Regions from separate parts of the Gossypium hirsutum genome. Here region 1 is linked to region 2. A link is a contact called in public Hi-C data. All regions are on one chromosome and are shown on one strand. Each heading gives the region's core, a stretch centred on a gene start, on an enhancer-like site or on the middle of the called end of the contact. The rest is flanking DNA. Distances are from core to core; before and after follow the strand shown.

What was found. A called contact is a pair of places that touch in the nucleus more often than the background predicts.
Region 1: a contact with region 2 is called in a Hi-C map of leaf, with 2.8 times the contacts expected there. The contact joins the promoter of LOC107934304 here to the promoter of LOC107887225 in region 2. A contact is called at or near these places in 13 of 34 Hi-C or Micro-C datasets (callus, hypocotyl, leaf and 1 more).

The regions. Positions count from the first base shown.
Region 1 is chrA08:103,929,818-103,933,028 of Gossypium_hirsutum_v2.1, reverse strand. It overlaps LOC107934304, which reads right to left and starts at 1,556. Exons shown (of 4, transcript XM_016866685.1): 1 at 1,148-1,556; 2 at 826-1,010; 3 at 238-500; 4 at 1-90. The coding sequence starts at 1,556. It overlaps LOC107934308 (phosphomannomutase), which reads right to left and starts at 2,166. Exons shown (of 13, transcript XM_041075413.1): 1 at 639-2,166; 2 at 1-500.
Region 2 is chrA08:103,633,918-103,637,276 of Gossypium_hirsutum_v2.1, reverse strand. LOC107887225 (ATPase GET3A) reads left to right here and starts at 1,995. Exons shown (of 7, transcript XM_016811401.2): 1 at 1,995-2,458; 2 at 2,785-2,909. The coding sequence starts at 2,198.

The DNA of each region.
Region 1 (3,211 bases), core at 307-2,806, 300 kb before region 2:
TCTACTGCTTCAACTCGGTGAGAGTACTGAAAACCCAACTTGTCAATGACTTCATCAGTTTTTCTCCCACATACCCTTGGCTTCAACAAGCTAAAAATATCTGGTTTAAAACTTTGTGTTCGCACACCCTTGACAATTCCATGAAAGAAGGGAAAGATTCAAATCCGTTAAATATTAAATCAACACAAAAAAAAAAAACTAACTTACAAACAAGGGGCAAATTTAAAGACAAGTTACTTCCCTGACTCCTTACGGCCATCATCTGGAGCATCCTGCAGAGACTCAACCAAATTTCTCATCGACTCGTGAAGAGGAACCTGAGTACTAGAATTTTTAAAAATATTTCCTCTATCACGAATGGTCCGGTTGAGCTTCTTGCCTCTCTGTCTTCCATTAAATTTTCCGCCAATAATTCTCACACCAGTATCCGCAAAGCCACCACCCACCTCTGTAGCTTGACCCTCACCCATGTCTCCCAAAGAATTTGGTTGAACATTCTCCTTGAAAACAACTATAGAATGTTTATTCGAATCTAAAATACTTTTCTCTAAAGAAAATAGCACCTCCGAATTCCTTTTATAAATAGGATTAAAGTGAAAGAATAAGGCAGAATTATTCATGGCGCAAGAAGAACTTACCCTAGATCGATCACCAATTTTTTCCCATTCACGGTTTCGCTGTTTTGAACAGTAGGAAAATCCTCCAAAATTAAAGGCATCTGGACGTCCTTAATATGGTCTGAAAATGCTGGACCTTGAAAACCCTTTAACCTAATTCGACATTTGGCGAAATCAGGTCTATTAGCTAAATTAATAAAGCCCAGACCATTGGCTTGCAAAGGATGGCTCCCTTGACCCGTTGGACTTGGAACACTCCAGCGGAAACAAAGCCATGTCCACTCTTCCCTTTTCCATTAGGCTCCTTAGCCCCAACAATCAATTTGTGGCCCACTGATTTCCTATGGCCCATAGAACTATCCTGTCCAGACTTTTCAATCAACGAAATGGAGCCTTATTTGCACCGACAAGATTCAGGGAGATAAAATTCCCAGCTTGATTAGTGCTATTGTTCAAATCCCCTTCACGAGTCTCCCCCTGAAAATTTTCTGTTTCATTTAGGGAATCCAACACATTAAATCTTGATTTACCTGCCAAATTTCTAAGATTTTCGGCACTAATCTTTCTAGCATCCCTTGAATTACACCTACTCCTTCTCTCGACAAGCATCCACGGACCATAGGCGTCATTAGCATCCGTTGATTCCTTCCCCACCGGAGCTGAAATAATCGTTTGATCTCCCTTACCGGACGATTTCCCTTCAAAATCTGCCCCTGGAATAATCACCTTCGACGAGCATAACTCCTTCATGTGTCCATAACAACCACATGAAAAGCAAACAGTAGGTAAATATTCATACTCTATTCTTTGGAGGGGCCCGTTTATCAGAACTTGTGAGACTAAAAGTTTGTCCAGACTGACATTAACCACCATACGCGCAAATCTTCCCCTTGCTCTGCTATCTGTGTTGAAGTCTAGCTTGCCAACCTTACCAACCATGCCCCCAATCTCTCATAATATCTTCTTTTTGTACATATAACCCGGTAGCCTGGGAATTCTAATCCAGGACATGACCACACTAGGAAAGGGTTGTGTTAGATCAAAGTCAATGGACTATGGCTGAACAGTTAAATATTGGCCAAAGATGATCAAGGTCCTTGAGAGAGTACCCATTCGTAACCTTTTTTATTCTGGAATTTGGCCAAAAAATAGCCATTAGCAATATCCATCAAGATTTCCACAGAGCATAAATTTTGTTTTGGAGTGCAGCATACCTTATGCTCCTTCCTAAAAGCTTGATCACCACAGTAAAAGACATATCTTTGATCAACAACTGGTTAATTCTCTCTGAAAACTTAATAGAATGAATGCCATTAACAAAAGATCTCATAACGTCTCCCTCCACAAAGGCAAAGTCACCATCTTCATCAATACCCGATCCACTATTCTTCCTTCCTAATTCCCAAGAACTTTTCCCTATTAGCCTCTCCTTCTATGAAAGCGGTGGATCAGGATCCAGTTCCACTGCCTTCGTCACATTCGAATCTACTTTCTCATTCTGACAAGCCCCACCCTTGTCGTCTTCGTTAGGAGAACCATTAGAAATCGTCATTCACAAGAGAAAACCTAAAGTAATTAGAAGTTGATTGAATTTAGGTGGTTTATTTTAGATTTTTTTTTTATAAAAATAACCAAAAAAAATAATTAATTACTTAAATGACCTATTTCTTTTATAAAATATGAAAATAACTTAAAATCTACCGCAAATGTTGGAAGAACAAAGTGTTTGGTGCCATCAATATGTCACGTCAGTAATCTACATTAAAAAATTAATTTTTTGGTGTAGCCATGTAGAATAGCGCCACTTGTATAAACATTAGAAAAATACTGTGATTTTTGAAAGTATGGAAGGTTTAAACAATTTTACCTTTTTCTGGTGGAGCCAAATAAATTGGCACCACCAACCACCAAATTCCAAGAAAGTAGTCTATTTGCCTATTTGTCTATTGAAACAAGTAAAATTATTTAAACCTCTCATACTTTCAAAAATCGCAGTATTTTTCTAGTATTTATATAAGTGGCCCCCATTCACATGGCTATACTAAAAAATTAATTTTTTAATGCAGATTGTTGATATGGCATGTTGGTGGCGCCAAACACTTTGGCTCCACCAACTTTTACTGTAGATTTTGGATTATTTTTATATTTTATAAAAAAATAGATCATTTAAGTAATTAATTATTTTTTGGGTTATTTTTATAAAAAAAACCCTTCATTTTAACCTGTTAAGTGGCATTAAATATTGAAAGCTTCTGCACTATTTTCTTTAATAATTCACAAAAACCACTTTATATTTCTAATTGCCAAATCCATAATTTGCTCAAGAACATTCTTGATTTAATAATAAGTTGTCCCAGTTTAAATAAATTTGACCTTAAGATTCGAATTTTTTTGACAACAAAAAAATCGGGTCGTTACAATAATGCTATGTCAGCTTATCATTTCTACGTAATATTGAAAAAATACATCCTTTTGATTAATGGATTAGTGGTTATCATTTGACTTAGAATTAAAATTTCAAAATTTATAAAATATAAAGACTAAAAATAATTAGATTGAAGAATATGCATCAAACCAACAACTTATACATGGGA
Region 2 (3,359 bases), core at 746-3,245:
TATTTTATCTTTCATTATAAGTTGATGTCATAGATGATAGATGAAATTTCAAGTACATTTATCAACCCGCTGAGGTCAAAATTTATGAATATTTTAAAAATAAATATTATATGTTTTAATTTTTTTTGAATAATCTCATTATAAGTTCTAATCATATCTATTCTTTTTAACACAATGTTTAGAACTACCCGTAGCCCCTCTCATAAATAGGAGGATAATATATTTCAATGCACTCGAATCCATGTCCTCTTGCATTGATAATAATGCTCATGCCAATCGAGCTAAGATTCAGTAAACATATGTTTTAAATTTTTTTAACAAATATATCATTTTATTAAATTATAAGAGCTTCTTATTAATCAAATGAACTTTAGTTTAGTTCAGGGTGTAGCTAGGGGCTGTAAAGGTGCATCCGTCATAATTTCTCTACAACATGTCTGAGATGTAAAAACAGTGAGGAGACTCATATCCATGCTCTGAAAGAGTGCCTGAAGGTTCGTGAAACCCTTATTATCGGAGGCTTAAACAATAGGCTTCTTGACAGAAACTATGTTCGCTGCATTGACTGGTTGAAGATATCTTGCGTGAGCTTGACTCTAAGGCTGCTACTGGCTTCTTCACGCTCCTATGGAACTGCTGGAACAACAGAAACAAGATGGTTTTCCAGGGCAAAAACGATCCAGCTATGGTGGTGTGGGAAAGGGCACAGACCCATAGTAATGATTTTAGAATTTTTAATTTGAATGAACCCCCTGTGATTCCCCCTACTCGGTGTGTAAAGGTTGGATGAAACCCCCTAAAGATTTTATTAAAATCAATGTGGATGCAGCAGTGTTAAATGGGTGTATCTGCTATGGGGCTATTGCGAGAGAGGCTGATGGGTTTGTGCTTGCTGGCTGCTATGGCTTCGCAAATAAGGCCATCGATGCTGTTTGGGCAAAGCTAGAGGCGTTGACTTTGGGCTTGAAGTTGGCCTCAAATTTAAAATTGTCCAAGCCTATTATGGAGTCTGACAACGCTACTCTCATTAATACAATCAAAAACCGTGATAAGGATGTCACTATTTTCGGCTGCTGCATGAAACAGGAATGCAGGGGTATTAGAAATTTTGAAGCGATCCATTTTAATTGGATTGATAGAAACAGTAATGAAGTTGCGGATTTGCTGTGTAAAATTGCTATTAATAACAGATGTGATTTGATGTTTAATTTGGATTATCTTTTGGAAATCCACTATGTTATTATTCGAGATGCAATAAAATAAGGTTGACCTTCAGGTAGTTTTTTTTGTCAAAAAAAATTATTATTTAAGTTTTTTAAAATTTTAAATTAATAAAAGTAAAATTGTACTTTGGCCTCTCTTACAAATGATAAAAATTTGATTTAATCATTTTAAAATTATAAATATATAAGCTATTAAAATGGTGAAATTATATTTTTATTATTATAAAAATTATAATTTAGTTCTGGCCTCCTCTGAAAAAAAAAATTCTGGCTTCGCTCTTGATTTAGTTGCGATTGATATTATTATAGCAATAAAGAAGATTTGTATTTAAACATGTTTAAGTAGATTTGGTTAGGCATTTTATAGAAAAAGAATTTTTTGTATAAAACATTTTAAAAATGATATATATTATTAACATAGATTTATAATGAATTTCAATAAATAAAATGTCTAATTATACTTCCATTTCCTATACTCTTTGGATTTTTTAAATTTATAATCTCTACTTTTGAATTTACTCCTTTTACTTATTTGATTTGATTGTTAATTATTTTCTAAAATTTAATTATATATTATCAATTGAAATTTAATTTTTAAATTGAAACTTTGAGTATTAAAATATTACACATTTGTGTAAGTTATTAATAATGTTACCGGTTGAATTTCAATTATTAAAGTAAAGAGACTAAATTTTAAAGGTCCTAAGAGTATAGGGACTATAGGTTAATTAACCTAAATAAAATAAATCTCTATTCAATTAGATTTTTCATACGCCGCTTGGACACAAATCGAGTCCTACGACGAACTTTAGACGGGTTGGATTTGTGCTTTGTTTTGAAAACACGAAACCAAGAAAAGAAAAGAAAAGAAAAGCCTCCGACAAATATAAACTTCGATTTTCTTCCTAGACTTTCTGGGTGCTTCAAATTCTTTTCCGAGAAAAGAAGAAGAACCGAAGTGTGTTAGAAAAAAAATGGCAGAGAATCACGAATTACCAGAGGCAACTATCCAGAACATACTGGACCAAGATAGCTTGAAATGGGTTTTCGTTGGTGGCAAAGGAGGTGTTGGTAAAACCACTTGTAGCTCGATTCTTTCCATCCTTCTGGCTCGGGTCCGATCCTCTGTCTTGATTATATCCACCGATCCTGCTCATAATCTCAGCGATGCTTTCCAACAACGATTCACTAAGACTCCCACTTTGGTCAATGGCTTCAACAATTTATATGCCATGGTACCCTTCTTATTTAATTTTGCTTTCTGGGTATTCGTGGATTTGCTTTCCTTTTTTCTTTTTCTGAGATTTACTCTTTTTTTTTTGTAAATTCGGGGTTTTGAGATTTGTCCTGTTTTGAGTTTGATTGCAAATACCTAGTCCGTAAATTCTCCAATTTTAACTTCTTTCACTTGAAACAAAGTATGATTTTTCATTGTAACCTGGTAATCGATTCACCCTGCTTAATGCTTAGCTTCTGTGTTGGTAAAACTTCATAATATGATTTTGCCGATTTTTGTCACTATTTTGTCCCTTAATTGTTTACTATTAATGATGCATAATAGGAAGTGGATCCTACTGTGGAAAACGAAGATGTGAATGGACCTGAAGGAATGGATAGTTTATTTTCTGACTTGGCAAATGCAATTCCAGGAATTGATGAGGCAATGAGCTTTGCTGAGATGCTTAAGTAAGACATCTTCTCCTTCTGTTTGATGCTTTGATTGTGTGATAAATCATTGAGATGCATTAGCTGTTTATTGCTTCTTTTGGGTTTTTTTTTTTATATTGATATTTTTTTCAAACAAGGTAATGGTTGCTATGGATGTTTTATTAAAGGCTTTCAACTTTCTCTCTCAGTGTGTTCTTAATTAGCCAGTCTCAGAAAAGGGCATTCACTACTACATTTCTTGTTTAGGAAATATTACTGATCAGCAGTGCTGATTGAACCCATTCTCTAGGTTTTAGCTTTGAAAGTTTTAATTCTTTTATTCAAGTGTGACCTAAATAAATAGAGTGGTCAAATCGAGGACTTTGCTTGTTTCGTACTGTTTTTATCCTCATTTCCACCGGTTGATGATAGTAGGATTTATTTGAAAATTACCCCTTCTTTCCCCAAATATTTTAGATTAATTATGAT